3 separate regions of the Gossypium hirsutum genome follow, and regions 1 and 2 are each linked to region 3. Evidence: chromatin contacts called from public Hi-C data. All regions are on one chromosome and are shown on one strand. Each heading gives the region's core, a stretch centred on a gene start, on an enhancer-like site or on the middle of the called end of the contact. The rest is flanking DNA. Distances are from core to core; before and after follow the strand shown.

Region 1 (4,334 bases), core at 608-3,107, 90 kb before region 3:
TTTAAATGGATAATTTTGGCATATGGTATTTGGGACTTAGTTGATGATGGAATGAGATTAACATGTTGATTATGTTTTGGTTTAAATGATTGTTGTTTATGATTCAATTGTGGTGCCAATGGCATATTAGTTAGGCACATAGGTTGTTTGTGAGTTGGTTTATTTTGACATGTTTTGACATATTTTGAATAGGTTTGAATGTTGGTTAATGCATGGTTTGGAGTCTAAGAATTGGTATGTGATTTGACTTATGCTTGAAGGTGTTTTTAAGCACATACTATCAGTAACATGGTTTGTCACATGACAAATGAAATTTGTGGATCTCTGGGCTTATAACCACTGTGATCTGGGAGCTTGAGTTACAATGTGGTGGAATTCTAAGGTTATGGTTCCATTCCTACACGTTAGATGAAATGTGTGTGTCTCCGAGCATTATTATATCATTGTGAACTCAAATATATCTTAAAACTATCACAATGTCTACCTCAAACATAAATACAATTAAATCTCTCTCCAAATTTTCAACACCGAATAAAAAAATAATTTTTTAGAAACAGAAAACACTTTCTATAATAAATGTTTTTATTTTTCTCTCTAAAATTGATATATTTATTTAAATTAAAAAAACTAAAAAATAATTTTTTAAAAACCGCTTTTTTTATTAGTGAGGGCGCATGCAAAAATGCTTACGACAACAAAAGTACATCATGGAATCTGTATGAACCACGACAGCTAGTTGGATTGTTCTAGTAATTTGTGTAGTAACCAGCTCCAGCTGTGTATCCTTGAATGTGGGAGCCTGCTTTCCACGTCACTCCATAATGCGTTTTTTTTCAGTTATTATAAAAATAATAGTAAATGAAAAAACTGACCACTTTTAACGAAGATAATTTAATTCCTAATGAAGTGGAATGTTGCAAATGTTTCCATGTCTTGTAGTGGAATTTTCCTTTTTGTTCGGTTTTATCAGACCAATTATTCTCGGATACATTGTCAGACAGCAGTTCATTTTTTACCAGCATTGTTAGAATTGTGATAAGTGTTCCGTTTGATTACATTTTAGATTTTTAAATTTATTCAAAACACATTTACGATTGTTCTATTTGTGAATTTTTTTTTAAAAAAAAATTTGAGGATTTAGTAAAAATTTTAAAAAGTTTGAAGATGTATGATGAGTATGTGCAATAATTTTGAACAGGTTAATGAGACTTTTTAAATAAAAATAAAAACAATTTTTTTAAAATTTTTTGAGAGACTTAATTAATACCTTCCAAAAAAAGTGAATGTTAAAAGAAAAAAAAAACATGATGCCTTGCTCCCTTTACTGTTTGCTCTTGATACTTAAAAATCCTTTATGGAATTGTTACCGATGTTTGGCGATGACTTTGCCCTTGAGATATTGAGAAGAAAGAAGTCAAAATTTGATTTTTGTTTCTCTATTACAATTAGATTTTAAATTTATTTTTTATACTGTAATTTATATAATTAAATGGCGTTATTATATTGATATAATTTTAAAAAAAATACATTTTCCAATTAAAAAAAGAAATTCATATATATATGATGACATGAAATAGTATTTTAAATTATAATGCAATGTCAGCATTTTCACCTAACTAATGATATAATAATAAAGGAAATAAATCATGTCAAATTAAAGTATAAGGAGTAAGTTAAAACGTTGAGCATAGTAGAGAGACTTAAACAGGAATTTGACGAGAAAAAGCTAAAACTTCGCGGAAATGGAAGAGAGGGGTTGGGGGACCACAAATTACGTTCCATCTGTCTCCGCCACTCGCGTGACAACGACAACGTGGACACGCGTCGAGTGGTGATGCATTGGGCAGCAAGTGGGTCCCCTAGCTCCAAGCACGCGACCAGATTACAAGCGTATCAGAAACATAAACGTGGCATAATGAGGGATTGGGCATCACCAAGATTTTGACTTTGGGACAGCCGCCGGCTTAATCAACGCAACTGTTAAAACTGTACATGGTTTTGAAACCTTCATTGGTTCGGTTAATTTTATGGTATATAAGTTTTTGTATTTTCGGTAATTTAAATTTTATATTTTTATTTATAGGGATTTAGTTTATTTTTTAAAATCTAAAATTTAAGCATATTGTTATTATTATAAAATTGTTCTATTAATTTCAGGTTGATTATAATATATTTTTTTGTGGGATTCTTAAGTCCATAATCAAGAGTTAAAGAATGATGCATGTTTCATTTTCATGGAGTTTAAAAAAAATCCCATTGATAGTATATCAAGACCCCAACTGAATTTTTGTTACAAATGATTTGGATATTAATTTAATTGTGAAATAATTAAAAAATTACTTTTTTCACAAAGTAGATTGTATTATTATAATTTATATAGTAAGAATTTATTCTAAAATATTAAAATTTATTCAACTAAATTCCATTTAATTCATATATATATATTATTTTCACCCACTAAGCATCCAACATATGTCAATATTAATTTGTATAGTCTATCTAATTAAAAAAAAAAGGAGTCAAAGCGATATAATACAAAAAAAATTAAGTTCTTTTTTTTAGTCTACCTAAAATAAAATAAGAGATCATATGAAAAATGTAATTGGTTCTTTTATTTCCGCCAGGAGCTTCAGAGCTAATATCAATATTTTAACAACAAATCCAATAAATCCAATAAATCTAAGTATAGTTCTTAGTGTATTGATCTTTTCTAGAAAGGGGATGTGTGCAAATTGTTTATTTCAAGAATAGGCTGAATTCATTAAGTTATACTTTTTTTTTATTATAACTAGGAAAGAAAAGAGTGCATGATCTCGTGAATTACTTCTGAATAAATTTTTAAAGCCATATTTTAGAACCATAGTATTTCGTGATTCATTAGTACATCGACTTTGATTCTCTACTAACCAAATCCTAGGATAAAAAATATATTATTGTTTAAGGTTGACCTGGGTCAAACTAGGTTAGCCACCCGACTATTAGACCTGATCATGGGTCAAGTTACCGTCGAGGTCCAAAAGTCTGCCTGAAAAGTGGGAGGGGTTGAATAAAAATATAGGCCTAAAAAGGGGCTTGGACAAAAAACAAAACCCATTTTCTAAACGGGTATAACCTCGGGTAGGATTTTTTGGCTTCTCTTGGATCGAATTAGTTGTTTTGTTATTGTTTTACTGTCATTTTGTTGTTGTTTTGTTACAATTTCGCTACTATTTTGTTGTTATTGTTTGGATATTATATAATTATTATTTTATTATTAATTTTGCTACTATTTTAGAGGCAGTTGCTTATTAAGTTGTAGCTATCTTAGTGTTATTTAAGTATAAAGACTTTTTTTAATGTATTCTCAATCTGTTGGGAAACATTTATTCTAAAGTTTTTAGTGTATTTGATATATTATATTTTTTAAATTTGTTATTATATTAAAACTAATCTTAAAAAAAATACGGGCGGATTAGGTCGGGCTTGGGTTAGCATTTTTAAATTAGACCAAATTTGGTCAGAATTTTAAGCCCATTTCTCGAACAGAGCTAGGCCTGAACCTAAAAAACAGACATCTCATAAAAAAAAATATGACGTTACAAATTAATTTAATATCGATTCAATTAGAAAACTAAAAAATAATTTTTATAAAAAAATTTAACAAATGCCTTAAACGCAATTTAAAATTTTTAAAATTTTCATATAACATAAATAAAATAATTTAAATCATTCTTAAAAAACTAATTTCTTTAAAAACCTATTATTATTATTTTAAAAAAATTCTTTTATTTTTTCTTTCACCTATGTTAAAAAAAAGTTGGCATAACATAAGCAATATTCAAATACCGGGCAATTTTGATTATTAGAATTATGTTATTTCACTAAAAATAACTTTCAAAAAAATGATTTATAGAAGATGGATTGATTTTCAGGAGAAAAGTAATTTTTTTATGTTTAAATATCCCGCATAAATATTTATTCATTGTTTGACCAACTTTCCTGAAATCATATATTAGAATTTGTTTTCAGTAAAACAAACATAATGTAAATTATATTTGTTACAAAATATTAACAAGAATTTTATTTTGATAATCGAAATTTATTTTATAATAAGATAATATTTTGCTTGTACAAAATTTAAGCTCATATTTCAAGTTCGATTGAGCTTAGGTAAATATAAAATGTATTAATATTGATACATGCACAGATTGAGTTCAGATGAGATTGAGCTTAGGTTCAATTTTTAAGTCTAGAAAATTAGTTGATTTCCAACACATTTTGATGAGATCTAGATATTTTTGGGTTGAGATATTCTGAATGATGAAAGAGCTATATCTTAACTTTAAAATGCACTT
Region 2 (5,036 bases), core at 1,065-3,564, 110 kb before region 3:
GGGGGTTAATTAAAATTTTTCAAAATTTTTAGGGTTTACTGAATTTTTTAAAAATTAAATAAAGAGGGGTCTAGTTTAAATTTAAAAAAAAATGGCAATTTTCAAAAATTTTAAAGGATTTAATTAAAATTTTCAAAATTTTTGTAGGACTAAAAAAATTAAAAAAATTTACAAGTCTAAGTAAAGTTTTTAAAATATTTGAAGGGTTGAATGACAATCTCAAATTGTGGGCCCCCTTTTGGCTGCTCTTGTGTTCCGCCCTAAACCTATATACATAATTATAATTTAATCCATATGTTCTGATTATATTCTAAATTATATTTGAGGTAGCATTAGACGTCCAAACTAATGGTTAGATTGATAAAAAAATTTTATTGGTAAGACATTTACAGTTAAGGGATTCAATTAAAACATTTTAAAATTTAGAAATTAATTTAAAATTTGAATTATAGTTTTAGATGTTTGGAGAAATTAACCCAAAAACTAATATAAATGGAAACGCCGCTTCACTTTAATCCTCAAAATTGAGTGATGAAAACGCCAATATCCTCAAGTTTAGCAACAAAATTCAAGACAACATTAGAAAACAATTAATTAAAAAAATGTTCCATTCAGGGGCTGGCCCCGAAAGTTGTGAAAAGCAACTTAATTTACTTTTAAAATTTTAAAAAGGTATAATGATTTATTTAATTTTATAATTTTATAATAAATTTATTTTATTCTTTTATTTATTTTAAATTTTAAATTTATATTACTTATCAAATCATTCTAAAATAAATAAATAGAAAAATTAAAAGTCTAAAATATCGCCATTTAATTCCATATAAAATTTTAAAAATTTAATATAATGATAAAATATATTTTTAAAATTTAAAAAATTAATTAATTGCAATGTAATTTCAAGAATTAGAAGAGAGAAAAAAAACTAAAATAATTTATTTTATAAAATTAGAGGATAAAATAAATCTTCTCTTAAAAATTCTCATCAATTTAAAAAAAAAAAAACCTGATTCTAGTGGGTGATTAATAACAAATGTTTTCCAAAAGAGCAATAAAAAAATCATAACTTTTAAAACCCAGAAAGGCAATTAAATTCTTTTTTCATTTGCCACTGGGAATAAATTAGCAATTTGTGTAGTAGTAGCTTACCATGAACTGATCGAGTTCTTTGTCGTCCGCAACCAAGCCCTGGGCTGCGCCGCCAAGAGCGGAGTACTTGGCCACCGCGTGCTGCAACTGAGCCAGCTGAGAGTCGATCCTCGGGAGCTGGTCCACCGGCGTGGCGATCCTAAGACACGACACGTGGGCCGACAGTAGCTGCTCATACAAAGGGTGGGCTAATATCTCCGCCTTGCACCTCGCATTTTGCCAATTCACCGCCGCATCTCCTCCGCTTTGCACCACGACGCCTTCGCTCTTGTTCATGGTCTCGCTGTTGCTGTTCTTCAATTCCCCAGATTCCACGGCGACCATGGAGTCCCCACCACCTCCTGCTGCTGCTGCTGCTGCGGTGGCCGCCACGTCTTCGATGACATCGCTGTGGTTGCGTTGAAGAAGCGAAGACGACGAGCACGATAGCCACCGGTTCGGAGCTTGGTGACCCGCGGCGTTGGAGTCTGAAACAGTTTCTGCAATATGAAGGTTGAGGAAGCTCGGGTGATCAGAAAAATGATCACCGTGAGGCTGCGGTGGTGGCTGAGTCTGCTCCGAACGGAGGAGGGCGGCGTTTAACCAATTGGGACCGCCGGTTTCCGTAAATTGCGCCGGTTGTCGTTGGTGGTGGTGGTGGTCGGCGAAGTGAGGATGGAGAGGTAGGTCTTGGGAGGAAAGGTGGTTGTGGTGAAACGACATGAATGTAGCCAAATCGACTGCGCCTGGATGATTATGAATTCATGGTTGTATTTATAGAGAAATTTGTATTATTGAAGCATAAGTGAAAAAGGTAAGAAATTATTACAAGTACTGAGTTACTGTAAGAAACGTGTTTGATGGGAGAGTTTTGAGAGAATGGGAAAAGTATAGTTTGGAAGGAGAAGCTGTTTTCAGGTCAAGAAATCTTGCTTATATAATGAAAATGGTGTGAAAGCTGAAAGGCCACTCTTTTCATTTTTTCCTTATTTTATTTATTTATTTATTTATTATTATTTATTTCATATTATGAAAAATGGTGGAAGGAGGTGAGAGGGACCAAGACTTTTTGTATGCATTAAAGGCCAAAACTAAAGTGTCCCTGTGTTGATTTGTGACAATTTTAAGGTTGGGTTCCCATTAATTTAAATATTAAACTCTTTGCTGTTGTTGTAATATTGAGGTTAGATTTTGTTATATGTGTAGCTTCTACTTTAATTTCATACCTTTGTAATTTTCAAATTAAATTTATTAAATTTTTCTATTTTCTGCATATATTACTGATAGATATATGAGTTAATAAATTTAAGGGTCAAAATGAAAATTTTAAAGTTTGAAAAATATGATGATTAAAATCAATTCAATTAAAAAACATAGATTAAATCTACGACCTTACGCATTGCACAAAACTAAGGCAGAAATTAACCATTAAAATTTAACTATTATCGTTTGGACTAAGATTAAAATTTTAAATTTCGAAAAACATAAAGACTAAAATTGATAAATTCAAAACCTACAAAAAACTAAATTTTATCAAATTAAAATACAAAAATTAAATTCACAATATACAATACTTTGAACCAAAAGTTCAACAATTAGTCTCTAAAGTTAGTGGATATATGTACGGATAATTCAAAATAACTATAAAAAATGGATAAAGTAATGTTTAGTCTCTAAATTTTGTAATCTTTTTTCATCTTAGTTTTAAAATTTATTTTGCACTACATTAGTCTCAAAGTTAGACAACTTTTCTCAATTTGTTTCATGAAGACAACTTTTCTCAATTTGTTCCATGAACTTGAATTTAGTTAAGAGTACGACGATATGATACTCTGAGATTGTCCTATGTCATCAATTGAAATTTTAAATAAAATATATAAAATCTAAAAAATACCAACTTAAAAATTTAGTGATGAAGCCATTCAATTTTATAGTTTGCAAAATCCAAATTTAAAGATGAATATAGAAAAAAAGGTTATCAAATTTTGTTACTTTATCCTTTTATAAAAGATTGGTTGGAGATCAATAATTGGAAAGCCAATATTTCTTCTTTTATTAGGAAATGTTTTATAATCTCCAACACATAGAAAAATGTCATAGTAGTTATAGCATTTAGGTAACTTTGAATGTTTTTTTTTTAATAATTGAAGGGGAAGGGGTGTCTATGATTTGGTGATAATTAAGGTTTGATTTCAAAACAAATCATTTGTCACTATACCATAGGCTCAACTGGTAGATTAAACCATGATTTTGATATTTTTATTAAATTTTAAATTTTAAAATTTAATTTCTATAATTCAAATTAGATGTTTTGATCCTCCTACTTTTAAAATGTAATTCAAATTGACAATACTTGTTTAAATTATTAGACCCTTAATCATTTTGTTATTATGTAAATTTTATTGGATTGTGTTTATTCACTTTAATTTTTTTAAATACGTTTAGATATGTTATTAGTTCCTATATTTTGATAAAATTTGAAATTTAATTCCTATATTTAAAAAGTTATTAAGTTTGACTCTTCTAATTTAAATATGTTAGTCCAACATTAATTTTGTTAGTATTCTTTGTTAAAATTTGTCAATTTGACATAGTAGTTACGTTGCCCTAATAAGTTGTGATATATGATTGACGAAAAATAAACATATTAACAAATTTTGACAGAAACTATCAACAATAATAATAATTGAACTAGGATTCTCAAATTGTACAAGTAGGAGGATTGAATTTTAACTATAAAAGTATAGGGGAAAAATCACAAATTTTGTAGAACTACAAGGACTAATAACATATTTTTAACCGTTAAAAAATACCTTTAAGCATTATACATAAGCAGTACAACAAAATATTGATAATGTTAACAATATGAACTACCTAAATATTATAAATATAATTAAATACAAGTTATATTGAATAAAAGTAGAAATACAAAAATTCTAAATTTTAGCATTGTAGAGGAACTAAAAATTAAATTTGGAATAGTTTTTAAAATATATTGTTTGATACATAGGTTGTGGAGTTTTTTTAGTTTTAGAAACGAGATTAAAAAACTCTCATGTGCCATTTATATGTGGATTAGTATTTGATACACCAGCAATGTATTTTTTTATTCCACAAGTAGCTCTAAAAAATTGACATGTGTTTCTTTTTTTTAAAATAGTTATTTTTAAAAATTATACCATACTATTGTAAGACATTTCCTAGCATCTTGACACTTCTTGGAGTGTAAAAACTCCACCACAGTATACTTTTTTTTCCATAATCAACCTTAAAAAATTGTTATGTAGCTTTTTTCTTAATATATATATTTAATATTTTAATATACCACTATAAGACACTTGTCAACTCGCTCACCCCGCTTATGAAGTCTAAAAGTTGCACTGGTAGTGTACCAAATGAATTTCCTTATTCTAAATATCAATTAAGGACATTTGTCTGCGTCTTAATCTCACTTGTGGAGTTAAAAAAACTCTACCGCCCGTGTATATATGAATTATCTTAATATTTAATTGATCTCTTGAACTTTTTTCTTGGAAATGTTTACAAGTACAACTACAGTCATAAGTACAATACAAACCACAAACAATACATATTTGATCAATTAGAACTAAAATAAACTCAACACAAAGTACAATAAACTATGAAAATCGAAATATATCCGAATATAGATCAAAATTAATATAAAAAGGATTCACGCATGGTGAGACTTAAACTCAAAATAAATTAAAAGAAAATTCTTACACAATATTTACATATGATAAAACTCAAATATGAATGCTCAAAGTCTTGAGATTTCAACTTTTACCATTATTGTTAAAACTGAAAAAAGGGAAAATATAAAGGGAGTGAAAAACAGAAAATAACAGAAACTACTGATTTAACATTTAGCAAAGTAGGTCGTTTTTCCC
Region 3 (4,573 bases), core at 2,002-4,501:
AAATCACAAATGACTTGTGCAACCACTTTGCAATTTAGCCCTTGTACTATAATTAACAACTTTCTTGATTGAATCAATTAATAAATCAATATTATAATTTCATACTTAACGTGATAACTTCTTGATTAATAATCCAATTAACTTGTTCTATGAAATCCGACTTCAAAAATGTATTTTTTGACATCAGCTAAAATCAAGTCGTTACATAAGGAGTAGATTACTGGGCCTATAGACATATTTCGTCGGCTATGACCGTTCAAGATGAACTTTGGGCGCTCTCAGATGGTCTAAAGTTAGTTAAGGATGCTAATATTGAAAATCTTGTAGTCAAGGTGGATGCTACAAGTGTTATTAGCCTTACTTGTAATCATAATACCTCTAACCCTTTGCTATTTACATTGATCCTTGAATGTAAGACCTTACTTGATCAATTCCATCAGCACCAGCTTAAGCACACATTTAGGGAAGGTAACCGTTTTGGAAGCAAATTTTCAAATCCTCCTCAATTGAATTCCTCTTATTCTACTTTTTATTTTGTTGTTTGTCAACAACCTCCAAAATATTTAATCCTATTATGCATGTCGAGGCTATGGGGGAAGTGATGTATCATGACACTTTTGCTAACTAATTTCAGTTATTCTATTTATGATAAAAAAAAATCCCCTCATGTGTTTTGCTTCCAACGTTATGCCTTTGCCACAATTCATCACCTGCTTTTCTTTTAGATGTTACGAATATTGTCGACATATATATTATTTGTGACTTTTTTTGGTGCTTTAATTCTCTATCTTTAAAAGTAAAAGAAAAAAATGACATTATAAATACGTGTTACCATAGTGAATGATATCTAGATAATGTTGATAAATGTTAAGGGTTTAGGATAAAGGTTTTCATGGGTCGGGTCGGGCTGGGCCGAGCTCAACTAAAAATTTAGGCCCATTTACTAGTCCCAGGCTCGACCCAACCCAAAAAATGGGCCTAAAATTTTGCCCTAGCCTGACTCGGATAAAAATGCTAAAACTTAGGCCCAACCTGGCCCGCCCGTGTTAATTTTTATATTATTTTTATATAATTTTTAAATATATATAATACATCAAAATAAATATTTCCCAATAAATTAAAAATAAATTTTATAAAATATGTAGACTTAACTAACACTAAGATAAATGAAACTTAACAAGCAAATGCCTCTAAAATAATAACAAAATTAACAAATGTCTTTAAAATAATAACAAAATTAACAACAAAATAAGTTTTATTCAATATCCAAACAATAACAACAAAATAGTATAAACATAATAGTAGAATGGTAGCAAAATAGGGAGAAAACAACAAGAAAATAACATTAAAAAAAAAAGCAGATTTTTTTGTCCTTTAGTGAATTCAGGCCGAGCCCGAGCCAAAAATGCCTTACTCGAGGCCTGACCCGTTTTTCAAACGGGCCTTATTTTTTTCCAAGCCCATTTTTTAGGCCTATATTTTTGCCCAAACCCTCCTACATTTCGGGTGAGCCTTCGGGCTGAGCCAGATGACCCGACCCATGATCAAGTCTAGTTTAGGACTTTTAAGCGTTTAGTTTTGAATCTTGTCATACGTAAATATCATTCTTAATCTTTTTAGATTTATTTTGGGTTTCAATTCCATTATATATGGGCTCTATCTAGGTTTATTTTAATTTTTAGTTTGATTGTGTTTTGTATTAAAATGATTCTAATTATACTTATTTGGACGTGTATTATTTGTGATGGTACTATGGGAATTATAAATAATTTTAACTCAATCTTGAGAACCCTTCTTCCTTATACTTTAACTTTTTATATATTATAGAAATAAATATTAAAATTATATATGAACTTTACTTTAACGTGCAATGTTTATATATGAATATTAATTTAAATTAATTATATGCATAAATCTCTTTTTTTATTCAATTATATTTATGAAAGTTTTATTGTGATTTAATTATACACATTCATAATATATATAAATCTAATTTTTTTAAATATAATTATTTATATATACAATATATAAATTTAAAACATTGCACATTGGTTGTCAGTGCCTTTAGAAAACTCAACAAAAATATTAAAATTAAATTTACATTTATATATTCGCACAAAAATCTAAACTTATGTATCATTATACATATAATTAAAGTTAATGTATAGTTTTAAAATTTATAACATCAAGTTTAGTTAATTATAATTCCTAGGCTGATTATATCAAATTGTATAAGGGTATGAACTACAAAGTTTATACATCTAAATAACCTATAGGTAGAATTAAATACTACAAAGTATAACACCAACATAACTATAATTTACATTGGATCAAAATAACTTTGGACATGACTTATATACGGTAGGATTCAAGCTGTATATAAAAAGCTCATACATAATTTACACAGTGTAAAACTTAATCTAATCACTCAAAATCTCAACTTTTATTAACAACGTCAAAATCTCAACTTTTATTAACAACGTCAAAATCTCATTGGCAATTTTTTTTTTATTTCTTATTTTATCATTGAAAAGAAAGCATTGCACATGATTTATACATGACTCTGAACAATACTTGTTGGACCGAGTGATAAGGGGTTTGATGCCTCTCAAGTAAAATATCAAGTTTGAAACTTGTGAATTTTACATTTAAAAGGGTTTGCCTCACTTTTAGCATTTGAATTACAAATTTAATTGGGATCCAATATAATTACGAAAAAGTATAAGACCAAAAAAAAGTTCAATATATTATTTGGTACCTCAGTTTAGCTTCAATACTCAATTTAGTATCTAGACCAAATATCATTATGTAGCCAATTAACATTTGATAGTATGCTCTAGTAAAAAGATCATAAGCACTTAATTAGGACAACAAAAAAAAAACTCAGATATCAAAATTGAATATTGAAGCTAAATTCAGGTGGTTAATTGGGACAAAGAAAAACTCAAGTAACAATTTGAACATTAAGCCAAACTTAGGTGTCAAATTGGAAAAAAAAACTCGGGTGCCAAATTGAAAAAAAACTCGCGTACCAAATTGAACATTATAACCAAAAACAGGTACCAGAAAACATATTAACCTAAGAAAAAACTTTTGGAGGAGTGAAACTTTCGGGACAAACATCAAACTGTCCGAACAGTTAGTGAATGGTTTATTAACGAACACGTGTCGAAACGTAAAGAATCAAGTGCAACCCGGCCTAGGTATCGTGGAGCATCCTTAACGCAGAAATGACGTGGCAGTCAATATCAACCATTAGGAAGTCGTCACGCTTATCCATTGTCAATCACTTGCATGGACCCACACGCTTTATGGTAATGGTGTTTTAGTAATTTCGATAAGCAATAAAATACTTCCTAAAAATATACACATTTAAAAAACAATAAATTTCTTTCAGAAATAAAAACAATCTATAAAATAATAGTGAGAATTTTATCTAATTGAGTAGGTTGAGATGTTTTTGGATCTAATAAATTTAGGTTTTAAATTTTTTTTTTATTAATTTTGGATTTGGTTAACGAATGATTTATAGCTGTTTTAGGTTTGGTCCTTCGAATTTGAAGCTTGAGCTTTTTTAGTTAAGTTTTTTTAAGGCTTAGTTTTAAAATATTTTTCAAAAAGAGAAGTTAAAATTTTTAACTTCTCAAAAAAGTATTTTTAGGCTAATTTTTTTTGTTTAGGAGAAGCATTTTTTCTTTAAAAAAATAATTTTTTTAGAAATACTTTTGCCTCAAAAATATTTTTTAAAAGTAATATTAGACACACCCTAATGTTTGACTGCTTTGGGATTAAGTTATTTCAAATTATTTGTTTAGGTCATTGTGATTTCGTTATTTTTTATTTAAATTATTTCGAGTTTTAAGTATTTTGAGTTCAAATTGTTTTTTTTAGGATTGATCAATTTTTAGATTTAGATTAAATTGCTTGGGATTATTGGCTCTTTATAATAAAATTAAATTGAATTAAATTTAATAGTAAGTTAAATTCATGTCAAAAATAGACTGCAATAAAAATAGTATATAACAAAATTATTAGAAAAATATTTATTTTTTACTGAATACCATTTAAAATTTTAATTAAGATATTAAATATTTATTTTTTTATTGAATACCATTTAAATTTTTAATTAAGATATTAAACTCCACAAACAACAACATAATTAGAAAACCTCTTTGTGTTCTTTCATTATGTTTAAACTTTGCAAAAGGAAAAAAAACTTATGTTAGAAAAATAAAATTTAATAAAAATACACAAGACAACTGAGTTTATATATATATATATGAAATAAAAAAGATTAATTAGCAAAATAATTGAGGTTGTAGATTAATTAGTAAAATGGTAGAATAATATCGTTTAGAATTAAAAATGGGCAAATATCATAAATAGTCCATATATTTTATCAAACTTTCATAATAATTAATTTTAATTAGTTTCAATTGTTTTTTTCTTTTTTTTTCTAGTTTCAATACAATATCGATAGATTTGAAGTGTAAGGCTTTGGTGGGAGCTACAAGTAAAAGCTTTGAAATGTTACAATTAAATGTTTAAAATTTATTATGTGTGTCAGATCAAA

What was found. Hi-C and Micro-C count contacts between places; a contact is called where the count stands out from the background.
Region 1: a contact with region 3 is called in a Hi-C map of leaf, with 2.8 times the contacts expected there. The contact joins two enhancer-like sites. A contact is called at or near these places in 8 of 34 Hi-C or Micro-C datasets (cotyledon, fibers, leaf and 2 more).
Region 2: a contact with region 3 is called in a Hi-C map of leaf, with 5 times the contacts expected there. The contact joins the promoter of LOC107962913 here to the enhancer-like site in region 3. A contact is called at or near these places in 20 of 34 Hi-C or Micro-C datasets (anther, callus, fibers and 4 more).

What each region holds. Positions count from the first base shown.
Region 1 is chrA06:39,039,629-39,043,962 of Gossypium_hirsutum_v2.1, forward strand. No RefSeq gene overlaps it. Among protein-coding and RNA genes, the nearest start is that of LOC121230632, 14 kb to the right of the region's middle. Within about 2 kb of position 1,858, at least 3 of the 9 cell types and tissues checked have an H3K27ac peak or open chromatin away from gene starts, as enhancers often do. A contact at or near this core is called in leaf, where this site is marked.
Region 2 is chrA06:39,022,067-39,027,102 of Gossypium_hirsutum_v2.1, forward strand. LOC107962913 (homeobox protein knotted-1-like 3) reads right to left here and starts at 2,315. Exons shown (of 5, transcript XM_016899478.2): 1 at 1,150-2,315. The coding sequence starts at 1,851.
Region 3 is chrA06:39,128,395-39,132,967 of Gossypium_hirsutum_v2.1, forward strand. No RefSeq gene overlaps it. Among protein-coding and RNA genes, the nearest start is that of LOC107962914, 17 kb to the right of the region's middle. Within about 2 kb of position 3,252, at least 4 of the 9 cell types and tissues checked have an H3K27ac peak or open chromatin away from gene starts, as enhancers often do. A contact at or near this core is called in fibers, hypocotyl and leaf, where this site is marked.